Regions from separate parts of the Rattus norvegicus genome. Here region 2 is linked to region 1. A link is a contact called in public Hi-C data. All regions are on one chromosome and are shown on one strand. Each heading gives the region's core, a stretch centred on a gene start, on an enhancer-like site or on the middle of the called end of the contact. The rest is flanking DNA. Distances are from core to core; before and after follow the strand shown.

What was found. A called contact is a pair of places that touch in the nucleus more often than the background predicts.
Region 2: a Hi-C map of psoas muscle shows a contact between it and region 1, with 4 times the contacts expected there. The contact joins the promoter of Ttc38 here to the enhancer-like site in region 1. A contact is called at or near these places in 8 of 12 Hi-C or Micro-C datasets (the A7r5 cell line, the Rat2 cell line, frontal cortex and 5 more).

Annotation. Positions count from the first base shown.
Region 1 is chr7:118,585,481-118,592,746 of GRCr8, forward strand. LOC134479761 reads right to left here. Exons shown (of 4, transcript XR_010053455.1): 3 at 5,458-5,683; 4 at 3,249-4,763. LOC102554082 (a long non-coding RNA gene) reads left to right here. Exons shown (of 5, transcript XR_010053457.1): 4 at 3,315-3,814; 5 at 4,227-6,255. Among named protein-coding and RNA genes, the nearest start is that of Wnt7b, 34 kb to the left of the region's middle. Within about 2 kb of position 4,336, at least 65 of the 93 cell types and tissues checked have an H3K27ac peak or open chromatin away from gene starts, as enhancers often do. A contact at or near this core is called in kidney and liver, where this site is marked.
Region 2 is chr7:118,799,825-118,806,580 of GRCr8, forward strand. Ttc38 (tetratricopeptide repeat domain 38) reads left to right here and starts at 5,331. Exons shown (of 14, transcript NM_001130499.1): 1 at 5,331-5,437; 2 at 6,157-6,234. The coding sequence starts at 5,417.

The DNA.
Region 1 (7,266 bases), core at 3,086-5,585:
CAACTGTGCCTGAGCTGGGTTCCCACAGCCAAAAGATCCCACAATCCAGTCCTGTGCCCAGGTGACACCTCTGTGGCACCATGGGGCTGCCATAACCCCTACCTAGGGCCAAGGGCTTAGACACCACCCTGGATGGTATATGGCCCGTGTCACAAGAGTCAGAGGATAAAGAGTGAATGGGGTGGGGGAGTGTGGAGCCCCCTGGTGTGGCTTCAGTGGTGTGGTTTCCTATGACCTCCTTGAAGAATAATCCTGATGTTCTTCCTGAGGAGGGCCATTCTAGCGGCACGGCTGGCTTCTTCAGGAACCTGGCAACTGCCTTTCCTAGATTTTCAGATTCCTTTTCATCCACCCAGGCGGCTCCAAGACTGACCTCGGCAGTCCCCAGGCCTCTGCACGCAGACTTTTGCTTGGTCCTAGCCAGTGGGGTGGGGGTGACAGCTTAAGGTTCCTCCATTAGAGGCCTCTGTGCTTGGCCAATGCCTGTCCCTCTCAGTCAGCAGCACCTCAGTTTCCCAGTCCCTCTGCCATAGGTCCCCGGTACAGTCTCACTTACAGCCGCGCACTGGCTGCCCGTGATGACTTCTGCAGAGAGCTCTATCTGCCCAGGAGTAGTCACTGACTGAGCATGCTCTGTGAGGAGGACAGGAGTGCATGTGTTAACTCCAGAGAGACCAGGTCCAGGTTAGGACTTCAGCGCTGGCCCAACAGTTGAACAAACAGGGCCGGCCTTGTTTCCTGGCACCCCGCAGTCTGGCTACCCCATCAGACTGGAGGCCACTCAAGGCCATTGTGGGCCATGACCCTCTGTGAAGATGACAGTCCCCTCCCCCTCAACTTCCCAGTTCTGCTCCTAGATCCCACAACCAGAATCTCTACCGGGCACACAGCTGAGGGCCAGTTGTTCTCCTGGCCCTGTCAGATCCAGTTCCAACATTGTTGTCTCAAGACCTTCTCCCTCAGTTAGCACCCAGCCTCCTGGTGTCCCCCACACATCCTGCCCCAGGTCCCGCTGCTGCCTCACCTACAGCCACATGCTGGCTTGCCCATGATGACCTCCCTGTCTCTCAGTATTTCCAATTGTAGAATGAACTGATGACATCCATTCCTGTCCTAAGAACAAACAGGGCAGTTGCCATCAGTGAGGGACCTGGCTGATGGAGCCCCAGAGGTTACATGAAAACCTGACTACTCCCATGGCCAACAACAGACCATTTATAATCAGGAACACTCGGGCTAGACAGATGGCTCAGCAGTTAAGAGTATTTCCTACTCTTCCAGAGGAGCCAGGGTCAGCTCCCCACACCCAAAGGGTGGCTCACAACTGCCTGCAACCCCAGTTCCAGAAGGATCACACCACCTTCTGGCCTCCCTGGGTACCAGGTGTGGGAGCAAGCCAGTAAGCAGTACCACAAAGCCCACCTTTAAGGGGTCCTGGTCATCATCTTAGAATTATGAGATCTTTTCATTTTTATGCTTCCTGGTGTTTTGCCTGCATCTATGTCTGTGTGAGGGTGTCAGAAGCCTTGGAACTGGAGTAACAGACAGGCCTGAGTTACCTGTGGGTGCTGGGAATTAAACCCAGGTCTTCTAGAAGAATAGCCGGTCCCAGAATTCTGAGGTTTTTGTTGTTGTTTTTCTTTTTTGTGTTTCTTTGTTTTTCAAGACAGAGTTTCTCTGTGCAACCCTGACTCTCCCTGAACTCACTCTGTAGACCAGAATGAGCGCCACCTGCCTCTGCCTCCCAAGTGCTGGGATTAAACGTGTATGCCCCCACCACCCTGCTGAATTATAAGACTTGGTTGAACCCCAGACAAGAACTTCTGGGCTTTCAGACTTGCGTGCAGCATCTTAGGTCCTCTGACACCTGTGCAGCTCTGATTCTGTTGGGTGCCCTGGACTGGAGTAGAGGATGCAGGCCAGGGCATGGTAACGTATACTCCACAGGCTGTCTGGGGCCCTGACACTTGTCTATACCGGGTCCATGGGCCAAAGCTCACAAAGAGATGGTTCCCGTCAGCCACCAGCCCTCAGACTGCATCTGCCTGATCCAGCCCTGGCGAAGGCCCTGGTGTAGGCCCTGGTGTGCTCCAATGGATAGAGTTTTCCATTTGTCTCCTATCCTTATTGGTTACACAATGCTGGTCTAGGAAGCTTGTCCCCAACGCCCCTGGTGTGAGTCACTTCCTATACCAGGCTTCCCAGGAGGGCTGACATGTCCACCCCTCAGCCCAGTCAACTCCTAAGAGCTTAGGTCGTATCTTGTTCACCTTGAATCCCTCTCCTCAGCACCAATGTAATAATGTCAGCAGCAACGACAATATCTTCTATGATTGCTAGACTATCTCCTGTCCCTTCTCTGTGTGTGTTAATCCGTTGTCTTCTGGGAAGGAAAGACTGTGGTGATGAAGTACAGAGAGGTTGGGATTACTGTTCATTACTGTGACGCACAGCTGAGGTGGGGAGAGGCCTGGAAAGGAATTGGGCGATTGCCCCCATCCCTGTGTACCCTGCTCTGGTACACAGCCTACCAGGCTGATTCCTTCTGCTGGTCATACCATGCTGTCTTTCTACACCAGAGCATCTGCTGAGGGCATGGCTTCCTCTATAGACCCAAATAATGACATTCTCAATCCCCAAGTATCTCTTCTTTAGAAGGTTAGAAAGGGGGACGTCAGACAAGGGGGTGTGTGACATAGAGCTTTACTCCTGCTGGACCCTCAGACACCAGTATCAGACTCCCAGTCCTCTGGACTTGAACATGGAAAGTTCTGACTCTTCACCCTGGTCCTCTCTTTCTATCAGCCCTGTCTCATCAGTCAGGGTAGCAGGGTGAGAGGTATGGAGTATGTTCCAGACTAGCTCAGTCCTCAAACCTTCCTCTGGAGATCCAGTAACACAGTGCCAGTATCCCTCTGGACTGGTGACTACCCCTGGATTCTGTGTCCATCCCAGTTCCAGGTCTGTGTCTGGCTAGTTCTGGGCCTTACCAGGTCCTCTGCTGCAGCCTCAGTTTATCTACCAGTGCAATGGATACTTGGCCCCTATCGGCATTGACCATTCAAGTTCTAACATGATGGCACTCTGGGGCCCTGTCATTCCATGAGCCAGGTATCCTGGTGAGGGTCGGGGGGGGGGGGGGAAGAGGTTTGGCCATAGGACCCCGACAGGATTTGGGGGGTGGGAGAAGGAAAAGGGGGGCTGGAGGGGTGAACATTCTGGAAAAGCATTTGAGCGATGCTTGGAAATTATCTTTTTAAAATATTTCATTTTTTTATGTATATGGGTGTTTTATTTGCACTCTGTGTGTTCAGTACCTGAAGAGACCAGAAGAGGGCGTCAGATCTCCTGGGACTGCGATTACAGGTAGTAGTAAGAGGCCACGAATGTGCTGGGAATTAAACCTGGGTCCTCTGGAAGAGTAGCTCTTACTGGCTGAGCCATCTCCCCAGCCTTCTGGCACATTCTAAAGACTGACCAGTCTGTCCCGTCTCTGATGATGACATTGAAGGTGCTAGGTCCCTAGGAGCCAGACTGGGCTGGCCAACCTGGCTGATATAACCCTACAGTCTTCAGCACTTGCGGACTTCAGAGAAATTGTCCTTGATTCTGAAAGCCTGCTGCTGTGAGATCAGGCCAAGGCTAGTGGACCCGTCTTGTCCCATGATGCCGCTTCTGGCTCGGGAGACAGTGGGAAGAACCAGCAAACTGAGCCCTTCTCTTCACTGCCACTGCTGGGAGTTAAAAGACATGCACTTCAGCATCCTGTCCACCTCCCACCACTACAGCCTGAAGCGCCAGAGGGTGCTGACAGGTGGGTGAACACTTATCTCTCTCAACATTGTTCCCATCTTTGAGTCATTTCCTGCAGGCCCTAACCACTCCTGACCTGTACTGCACACTCCTCAGACATAGGTGGCAGGGACATCCTCCTGTGGGGGGGTGTTAAAACCAGAGCTCCCAGCATTGGTACCCCAACCCTATAGTGCCCATCATGTAGGTGCCCAAGGTCCTGTGGGTCATTGTGACTCTGATGGTCAGTGACCCTGTAGGTTCCCAGTTCTGTGAGTTCTTGTGGTACTGTGGGTGTCTGTGGCTCTGTGGGTGTCTGTATCCCCGTGTATTCCAGCGACCCTGTGGGTATCTGTCTGTGAGTGTCTGGTTCTGGGTGGATGATAGCCCTGTAGCGTCCAAAACCCTGACTGAACTGCCGTATGTCCTCACAGCCACCAGGGGGCAGAAGAGGGTGCAGGCCCACCTTCCAAGAGGACCTGTCTTCCCTTGTAGAGCCAGAGCTTTGTGTAGACCAGAGAGGTGGGGGCTAGAGAGCAAAGGAGGCTGAACAAGGTCACTCCAGGCCAGCAGAGAAATCTTGGCTTGGATCCTGCCTCTGCTGCTACCTCCCACATGACTTCACCAGCCCGGCCCTCATCGGAACATGCAGAGCACTGGGCCCACTTCAGGCATTGCCTCCAACGCGGAAATTAACTTCCTGCCCGGAGAGGCTGCGCCCACACAGCTGCAGGTCTGGGCCGCCAGACCTGGGGCGCTCTGGAGTCCAGTTGAGGCCTCTCCTGCCCTCCTCCTGTCTGCAGATGGAGAGATTGAGACCCGGCCAGGACAGGGGGGCTTGGATAACATTGCGCAATAAATCCAAATCGGGGACAGGGCCAGCTGGGCCTGCAGACGCTAGGCCTGCTTGCTTCATGGAGTCATCTTCCAGCCTGCGTCTCAATCCCACCAAGCACTGGGGTCCTGCAGGGCTGGAGAAAGACAGCTGTTATCTAGTCCTGAAGGTCTTCCGGTGCCAGCCCCAGGCTCCGGGCACTGTGGCCACCAGCTTCGGAAGTGAGAAGTTTCATATTGTTTTCCAAGCCTGAGGTGTGGGTGTTTCTGGACCATGTGGGTATTAGGGACCCCATCGCCAGTGCGAGGCCTGGCAGGCATACGGTAGGAGTGAGGAAACAAGGACGTTCCTGGCGTAGTGTCTGTCTCTCCAGCTTCTCTCTCCCTCAGGTTATAGAGCGGAGAGTGGATAACCCAGCAGCTGTCCTCTGGGCCAGCATCCACCCAGCTCCAACATAGAAGCATAGCTAGAGACTACTCTCAGACCCAAGCGGGTGACCCAGGAGGATTTCTTTGTCCCTCAGAGTGTCAAATAGAAGTAACTGTGGATTCCTGCTGGAGCTCTGAGAGTAACCAACCCCCTACCCCTTCGGGCCTCAGTTTCCCCTCAGCTGAGAGGCAGGGAAGAGAACTGTAAGGCTGCAAGCTCAGCCCAGCCCTGGGATAGTCCCAGCTCAAGGCTGGGAGATGAATGAAGGTCTGGAGTCTAGGGCCTGGTCTTCCTTTCAGCCACCAAAAAGGGTTCATTTTGTGCCTTGGGCAGGTCGCCCAGGCAAGGAGGCCACTGGCTGCCATTCTCCAGGACCTCCTCCCGTCTGCAAGAAGCATTACCTCATCGGGAAGCCATTCCGGAAAAGGGCTTCAGAGCTCCATGAGTGGGAATGAAGAGGGCTTTCCAAGAGCCTCCTGGCCACCCAGGAGCCCAGCCAAGGCAGACAGTGCCTGTCCAGTGACCGCTGCAGGGAGGTGACAAGGCTGGCTTGGACTGAGCAGGCAGAAGGGACAGTCGTGCCCGAAGCCAGCAGCTTCCAGGTAGACAAAGTAGATATTTCAAAAGCTGAAACAAAATGACATGAGAGGGGCTGGGAAAATGCAGGGCAGAGTCACCAAGCCCTGACCCTCTCCAGCCCACGTCCCTGCCTGCAAAATACATTAGGCACACCAAGCTGTACCCTGCTGTCTAATGATACACACCCGGATGACATGATTGGCCACATGATCAGGGGTGGGGAGGGAACTCTAAGGACAGCTTGGGGTGGGGAGATGTGCTAAAGGCGATCAGGAGAGTTCCCTAACCACTGGCCCAGTGACGACGATACTACGGGACACTCTTGGAGCCTTGATATTTCTCATCTGGAGAATGGAGCAAATAAGCATCCCTTGAAAAAGACATCTGAGAACACAGGCACTGACAGGCTGGTGCTTTTGGGGTCACATGGGTGGGTCCTCCTCTGCCTGGGTCAGGGGACTTCTCCTAGAATGAGCACAGGCTTCTCTCATTGCCCCAGGGGGAGTGAAATTCTGCCTTCCAACTTCTCCCAACCACAGAACTTCCTGTGCTTGCCATCTTTCCCCAAATCCTACCTGGAGAATGTCCATGCACCCTGAAAATAAATCTAGAAGAGATTGGTCCTGTCTTGGTTATACTGAGACCCACTGAGGGAGTGTGTGGACACAGGTAGGTCCAAGGTCAGGTCTATCACACGGGTTACTTACTTATTGGAGAAAAACCTAGGATACACTAGCGGTCAGGAAGTGTTGTTGGGGACAAGAATTAGATGTCTTGTGCCTGGGACTTCAGGCTGATCTTAATGAATGATTGGAGATTTCAAAAGAACAGGAGAAAATCAGAGGCTGGGGCAGATGGGCTTTTTGTTTATTTGTTTCATTGATTTTTGTCTGCATTTATATCCATGCACCATGTATGTGCAGTGCCCATAGTGGCCAGAAGAGGGCACCAGATCCCTTAGGACTGAGGCAAAGGCACTTGTGAGCTAGCATATAGGGGCTGGGAATTGAACCTGGGTCCTCTGGAACAGCGACGGGTGCTCCTGACTGTTGCTCCATCTCTCCAGCCCCTGGTGCTGCAGTTTTAATGAAGCTGTGGAGCCTTTGAGGGACCCCACAGCCTTCCTCCTACGTACAGGAAATCCTCCTCCGTTCAGGGCGGAGGTCCCAGGTAAAGGATTTCTGTGCTGGACTCTTGAGTTGCCCTGCAGGCAGCAAGCAGTCAACCGATTGGGTGCTGAGGGTGCCGGAGCTAATCCCAGGATCTGTGCGATCCCCAGGGCCCCTGAAACCCTTGGCTGTCTCTGCACCCAGCCTAGCTAGTGAGGGGGTGGGACGAGGGCAGCTGGGGCAGGGCCAGTGCAGCAGGAGGTCTGAAGCGACTGAGAAAGCAACTGGGCAGAAAGCGGGGGCTGGACAAGACAGGTGGCCTGCGCTGTTTCCATGGCACCCGGGCCTCTGCCTGCCCAACTCAGCCTGGGAAAAGCAAGCTGGGCACTGAGCAAACAGTGCCTGTGGCCACTAGGACAAAGGCAGGGCTGTTTAGGTGCTCACGGCAGCCAAAGGGCCTCCTTGGCGGAACATCAGTTTAGACTAGGCCAGTCGGTGCTGAGCTGCCACGCCCTGCAATGG
Region 2 (6,756 bases), core at 4,081-6,580, 220 kb after region 1:
CCCTTCCCCCCGAAGAAGGTAGAAGGTGGTCCTGAGGATGCCATTCAAGGTTTCCTCACATTCACACATGCACACACCCTTAGAAAAATTACAAAATACAGGGGCTAGAGAAATGGCCCAGTGGTTAAGAGCACTGGCTGTTCTTACAGAGAATGTAGGTTTGAGTCTCAGCACCCACACGTTGATTCATGATCATTTGTTACTTCAGCTCCAGAGAATCTGATGCCCTCTTCTGACCTCCACAGGCATTCACGGTGCGCATCCACACGTTCAGGCAAAACAGTCACACATGGAATAAAATTTAAAAATAAAGTAAAAAAAAGTTTTTAAATGTAAAATTCAGTTTGCCTGATAACAAAGCCACAAAAGGCAAATTCATTAGTATTATGCCCATATTGCGAAACGCCAAAGACTACTAGGACTGGACTCAGATGCCATTCACACGAGGGTTTACTCAAGCTCAGGATTGCAAACTTTTCCTGCCACAGCAAATTAGGTGAAGGACCACGAGGTTTAGGGGAAGAGGTTTTTAAAGGAAAAAAACGAAAAGGGGCGGGGTCTCTAAGTCTTGGCATTCTATGATTGGGTAAGAGGTTTATGGGCAAATTGACTTTTTGAAATGATTGGCTTGTTTTAGACACCAAGGCCGCAAAGGGCTCTGGCCTGGCCATCTGGATCTCCTGAGTGCAAAGAATGTAGGAAAAGGGAGGGTTGTCAGGAAACGTGATCTAGTAGAACGAGAATGGGTGACTCCCAGCAGCTGCAGCTGGCCGGAGATGTTTTACCCCAGGACCTGGGGTTTTCTTTTTGTTTTTTGCTCTTTTTCCATTTGTTTGTTTAAACTTATGTTTCCGGGCCCCTGCTTTGGTCTCTCAATTAGCACTACAGACTTGAATAAAACAGGATCTGGAATTAAAAGAATAAGCCAAAGACACAATATGATTAATAACTTGAGGTGTGAGGAGTGGCGAGAAGAAAATTGAGGGAGAGAGTGTGAGGAATTGAGGGGCCTCCCTGAGGAGGTGCCACTCACGTGTGGCAGCAGGCCTGCGTGGGATAGGGGAACAGGCTTCACAAACAGCTCTGGGACAACATCACAATGAAAAGAAGAAATGGGACAAAGGTGAGACACTGAGTCTGGAGGAAAGTGGGGGAGGGGCAACAGGGTGAGCCAGAACTGTAAGTCGAGGTCACACTAGAGTCTGTCTGAGGGACTCTGAGTGGGGAAGGGGCCTGCTCTATTGTTCAAAGTGAATTTCAATACTGCAAGCTCAGAGCAGTAAAGTAGACATGGGGTTATCAAAACATGGGTCTAGTCACTCGGTACTCAGGCGGTGCTGGTCACCACAAAGCCTCTTTGGGGCACATCTGGGTAAGATCTGGGTAAGGGGGCTCAGTCTTGGGAACACATCGGGAGACTGCTTCTTTGACCGCCTAGTCACGGGTTGTCTGCTTCCATTGGGTGACCCTGATCTGAATGGATTTTTAGAGGTGTCCCGGACTGAATGTCTCTGTCCTCTTTTAAGGTCTGTATATCCATACCCTAATCACTACCAGTGCCATGGTATTTAGAAAGTAGGTCTAGAACATTGCAAACTAATTTTCTAATAAAACAAAAGTTACGCAGACCGTAGGCCCTGCAGTCCACAAGTTTCCTAATGCTGTAACCCTTCAATACGGTGCCTCATGTTGAAATAACATTTCATCGATACTTCATACCTGTAATTTTGGTACTGTTATGAATCGTAATATAAATATCTGATACGCAATTCCAAAGGGGTTGCGGCACACAGGTTGAGGACAGACTTTTCGTGGCCAGGGTTTGGGGAGAGCTCAAGGATCCAAGCCCCATCTCCAGTGCCTACAGAAGCTGTCAGAACCTGGCATGCCTGTAATTCCAGTGCAGGGGAGGCAGAGACAGGATTCGGGGGCATGGTTGCTAGGCTAGCTGAACCCGAGTCCTAGGTTTAATGCGAGACCATCTCAAAAGATCAAAGCAGGAAGTGACTGAATAAGATAACTAATGTCAACTTTTGGACATACATGCACGCGTGCACACACGTGCGTGCGCACACACACACACACACACACACACACACACACACATGATTCTGTGAGGTCAAATGACTGAAGTTGGCAGTTAATGGAGAACTAAAATGTTGGGAAGAGTCAAATTATCGAGCTATTTCAAAGCCCCTTTGGAAGCCACATATTGCCCCTTCCTGTGTTTGACTTTTCGTCCTTCCAAACCTTGAAAATGAACTCTTACTACATAACTTGCTTCCATCGATCCCAAAGCTAAGAATGTCATCAACTGGCATCTGAAAACTACTACAAAATTCCTAGTTTTCGATAAACCCACCTCCACATGACCCCCACTAATGTCTTAGGTAAATGCCTGGATTGATCACTGTTTTGTAACTAGTACAGTTTCAGATAACCATACCCACAGAAGAACATGTCCTTTGGGACAACCTAAAGTCTGTGTTTTGGGTCATGGTCTTGCATATTTGGCTCACGAATAAACTCTCTTATTCCCTTTGAAGTGAGAACTGTGGTTTTTAGAGGTTTTTTTGTTGTTTTTGTTTTTTAATCAGTGTGAGGTGGTCCATGACGAGGCTGGTAGTCTTATGAAAAGATTCTTCTCTCTCATTCCCTGTGGCCATCTCCAGACCTGAAAGTAGGTTCTCTCCTGCCCTCAATCACACTGTTGCCCCAACCGTGCTCTCTCTCAGCCTCCAGAACGGAAGACATAAAACTTTGAGCCCTAGATTAAAAGTGTTGTTACTTTTTCTCCCAGTAACTGACAGGTAATACACACTAAAACTTGGAGTTTGCTCCACAGTAACTTCTCCAGGCCCCAGCTCTGACCTTCGCTGCCTCTGAAACTCACTTCTGGCCACAAAGGGGAAACGCACCGGGAGGGCAGAAAAGGCACCTCTTGGTGCACTGGGAGATTGATACCATTGGGCTGCACGAACCTGAACCTGGCTCCTTCCTGAGAACTTGGTTTTGGGACTTTCCAAGGGTCCCCTTCTCATCTGGGTTCCCTCAATTCACCTGGACATTCTTCAGCCCTGGGTTTGCAGAGTTTAGGCCAGCCTACCCTCATAGGCAAGGCTAGAGCAAACATGAGTACTCATTGTACTCTGACCTACTGGGAGTGCCCTTCCCACCACAGCCATGTTCCTGCTTCTTCTGCCTGAGAGCTACGGTCACCATCATACAGCAGCTTCTGGGCCCAGAGGTGCAGGCCAGAGGCCCTCAGGAAGCTCCTGCTATTCAATGGGGATGTATAGTGGTAGTGGTGCCGCCTCTCCAGTGGCCCTCCGCTGCCTCTTCAGTCTGTGTCTGAAGAAAGCAAGAGAAACCCAGGCCCTCACTGGTCTCCTTAAAGGCTTCTATGACTTGTTTTGTTTTGTGGAAGGGGAAGGGAGGAGTCAGTCAAACGCTTGCAGGTGTGAATCAGAGAACAGCTTGGGACAATTAATTGCAACTCTGTCTTTGCAGCAAGCACCCTTCCCACTGAGCCACCTCCCCCAGCTCTGGCTTTCTGTCAATGTTGCTTTCTGTTGTTTAAATTTTAGCTACTTTGTTTGTGGGTTCCTGGTGGGTCCTTCTTTGATCTCTCTGCTCGCAATATCTTCTATGGCTCAGCTTGGCTTCTCCTGGCTCAACTCAGTTTCTCCTGGCTCGACTGTCATCAACTGTCTTCTCAGCCAGCCAGTCCAATTCACTTTCAACTGTCTCTTATTTTCTCTCTTCCTCTCCTCTCCCCTCTCCTCTTCTCCAGCCATACTCAGTCTTCTTTCTTCCTGTGTCAACAACTGTCTTCTCTGATTCTTCTGTCTTCTGGACCCTACCCCTGTCTACTCCCCAATCCTATTCTCTCTCCTTTCTCTCAGCCTCCATTGACTTTTTGTAGCCTCTTCTGTCCCCAGCAGTCCTAGAGCTAGACTGTCAACAGAGAGCAAAGGGGTCATTTAAAGGGCCAGGCACATACAATATTGTGTACCATTCAGTTCCTTGGCTTCTTCACGGCGTTTTGGGGCCTCCTGTTTGTGTGGGAATGGGATGCTGATAGTTTGGGTTCTGGATCACTCCAGCTTCACAGCCTCCAGATTCTTCTCCGAAATGATGGTCCTGGTTGACACCAGAGCGTGAGAAATGAGAAGGGAACGGAGAATTCGACTGTATTCATCACAACAGTGTCTTTATTGAAGGAATACTCACAAAAAAAGCAACCCATTTGGAAGGGTAAGCTACATGGTGTTAAGTTCAAACTCAAGGTTTTACAGCCAATTATCTTGTTACCCAAAAAGAAAACCCTCCCAGCATTGACAGTTATTTTTATCCTCCCCTACCCTGGCCCCCAGACGTCTGCCTTTTGTCTCTTCGGACATGGTATTCTGTATGTTTATACCTGATGATAGTGGTGGTGATGAAGAGGAGGTGTGTGTGTGTGTGTGTGTGTGTGTGTGTGTGTGTGTGTGTGTGTGATTTCTTTCACTTAGCAATAGCATTGTAAACTTTCCAACCCCTCCACCCTCGCTGCTCAGCTGACTCCCACAAAATGTCTGGAAGCTCCTACAGGGAGGAAGGGGAGCTTTGTTATATTCTAAGCCCTAGAGGAAGGAGCAGCCGAGAGTGATGGGTGAAGCTCATCGATGAAGACTGAGCTGTGAGTGTCTGAGACTGGGCAGGTGGAGGAAGGCTTCCTAAAACTTTCAAGTAATGGCCAGGACTGGTTCGACAAGTCTGTAATGCGGACAACTCGAGGCAAGAGGATTGAAAGTTCGAGACCTGCCTCAGCTACAAGCTGATCTAAGACTAACCTGAGCAATTTAGTGAGATTTAGCAACTCAAAACTGGGGCAATGCAACTCAGTGGCATAGCTCTTAACTACGGTGTATGAGGCTCCAGGGATTGACCCAGGGCTCCCAGGGTTCCCTTTGGCCCGGTGAAGGAGAATGGGAGAGGCTAAACCACGAGCACCCACGCCATCCGATGAACAAGGAAGATATTGGCAATTTAAACCTAAGCTGGGCACCTCTACCCATGTGAGCAGAGGCTGCAGCTGCCAGTCTAGTTTTGAGCACCTCACCAGGGAAATACGACCCGGTATACCCTCCCATACTCTTTACCCCCACCCATTCCTCCTCCCCTTCCTCCCACACCCACACCTACACCCACACCTTCCACACCCTCCAGGGATCTTGTGGTTCAGAGTTGTCTGCCCCTGAGCTGAGCTGCGCATGTGCATCCCAAGCCACCAATGAGAGATCAGGATAGCGCGGCCGCCCTCGCTGCGCCCCGCCCCCTTCCGCAATCAATAACACCCCCAGTTCCCCAGCGGACCTCAGAAACTCCAAAAGCTTTGACCGGTGCTGTCACCCTACAGACCAAATCTATAATCATGTCACTGAGAGACTGCCAGGTACGCGCACCGGTTCGGTTGGGTTCTCCTCGGTCCGGGAGTTGGCTCAGCGCCGAGCAGCAGTCGAGATCAAACTTGTAGGTCACCCGGAATCAGGCAGGGAACCTTAACCTGAGCTTGCTGTACATATGCAGCCCAGGGTGGAGGGGACTCTGGTTCCCGGTCAGGTGCACCAGTGGAAGCTTGTGAACTGGGTTTGAATCCAGGGAACGGTTCATTTGAAGCCACCCAGGGCCCGGGCTTTGAGCTCATTTTTCAGACTAGGAAGATTGAAGGTAGGAGCAGCCAGTGGACTTGCCACAGCCACCTGATTTCCAAGTCCTGGAAAGTGCAATTTTTTGCTTGCCAGGACTTAAGGGCATGTCCCACGCCCAAGGGTGACACGGGCACTGTGCACCCTGACGGTCATCGGGTCACCGAGGGCAGCTATAGTAATCTGCAGTTTCCCAACTGCAAGCTTGGTGGGACACACACCCCCAGCCCCCAAGCAGTGGGAGAGGAGATGCCAAGTGTCGGCAGGTAGTACACACCTTGCTAGGCCTGTGACAAGCCACACATCCTTTAAGTTACACATTTGAACTCTGACCTCCTACCAAGGGCTATTAGGTGTCAGTCTTCTGGCTGACACTTGGTAAGTGTTTAAGGTATTTTGCAGAGTAGTAACCAAGGGTTTGGGGGCTCAGCCCAGGAAAACCCGGTGTCCCTTTCCTGTTGTGTAGGCGTGGAAGGATGCTGGGCTCCCACTCTCAACCACAAGCAATGAAGCCTGCAAGCTGTTCGATGCCACCTTGACCCAGGTATGCTGGCCCAAGAGACTCATGGTTCTCCTTGAAGGGCTCTAGGGAAGGCTTTTGATGGGTGAGTGGTCTGTAAATCCCACTGCAGTGAAGAGCTACCCATTGCCACAGAGGTCCAACAATATGTGAAGCATCTCTGCTAGTCCCAGCAGCCCTGTCCTCAAGGTTCCCAGTTCAAAGGTGGACAGCAATGGATACCCCAAGGGGGCCTGAAAATAGTTCCCCCGACAGATATCCCACTATGGCCTGCTGAGGGTTTGCTGTGGGCTCTGCCATAAAGGCACGGGGTGTTCTGAAGCTCTTATCGAGTTAGCTGGACCAAGGCTTTCTACCCATCCCCAGACACTTCTACAGCAGTGGATTATCCTATAGTTCAGAGACTTGGGAGCTTACAGGAGATGGGGCAGGGTCTCAGAAGGAAGGTCCAAGATGGGATGAACCCAGATGGGATAACAGAGACTCAGAGAACTGAACTAACGTGTTAAACGTTACCCACTATGTCAGAGGCAGGGCCAAGGTGTG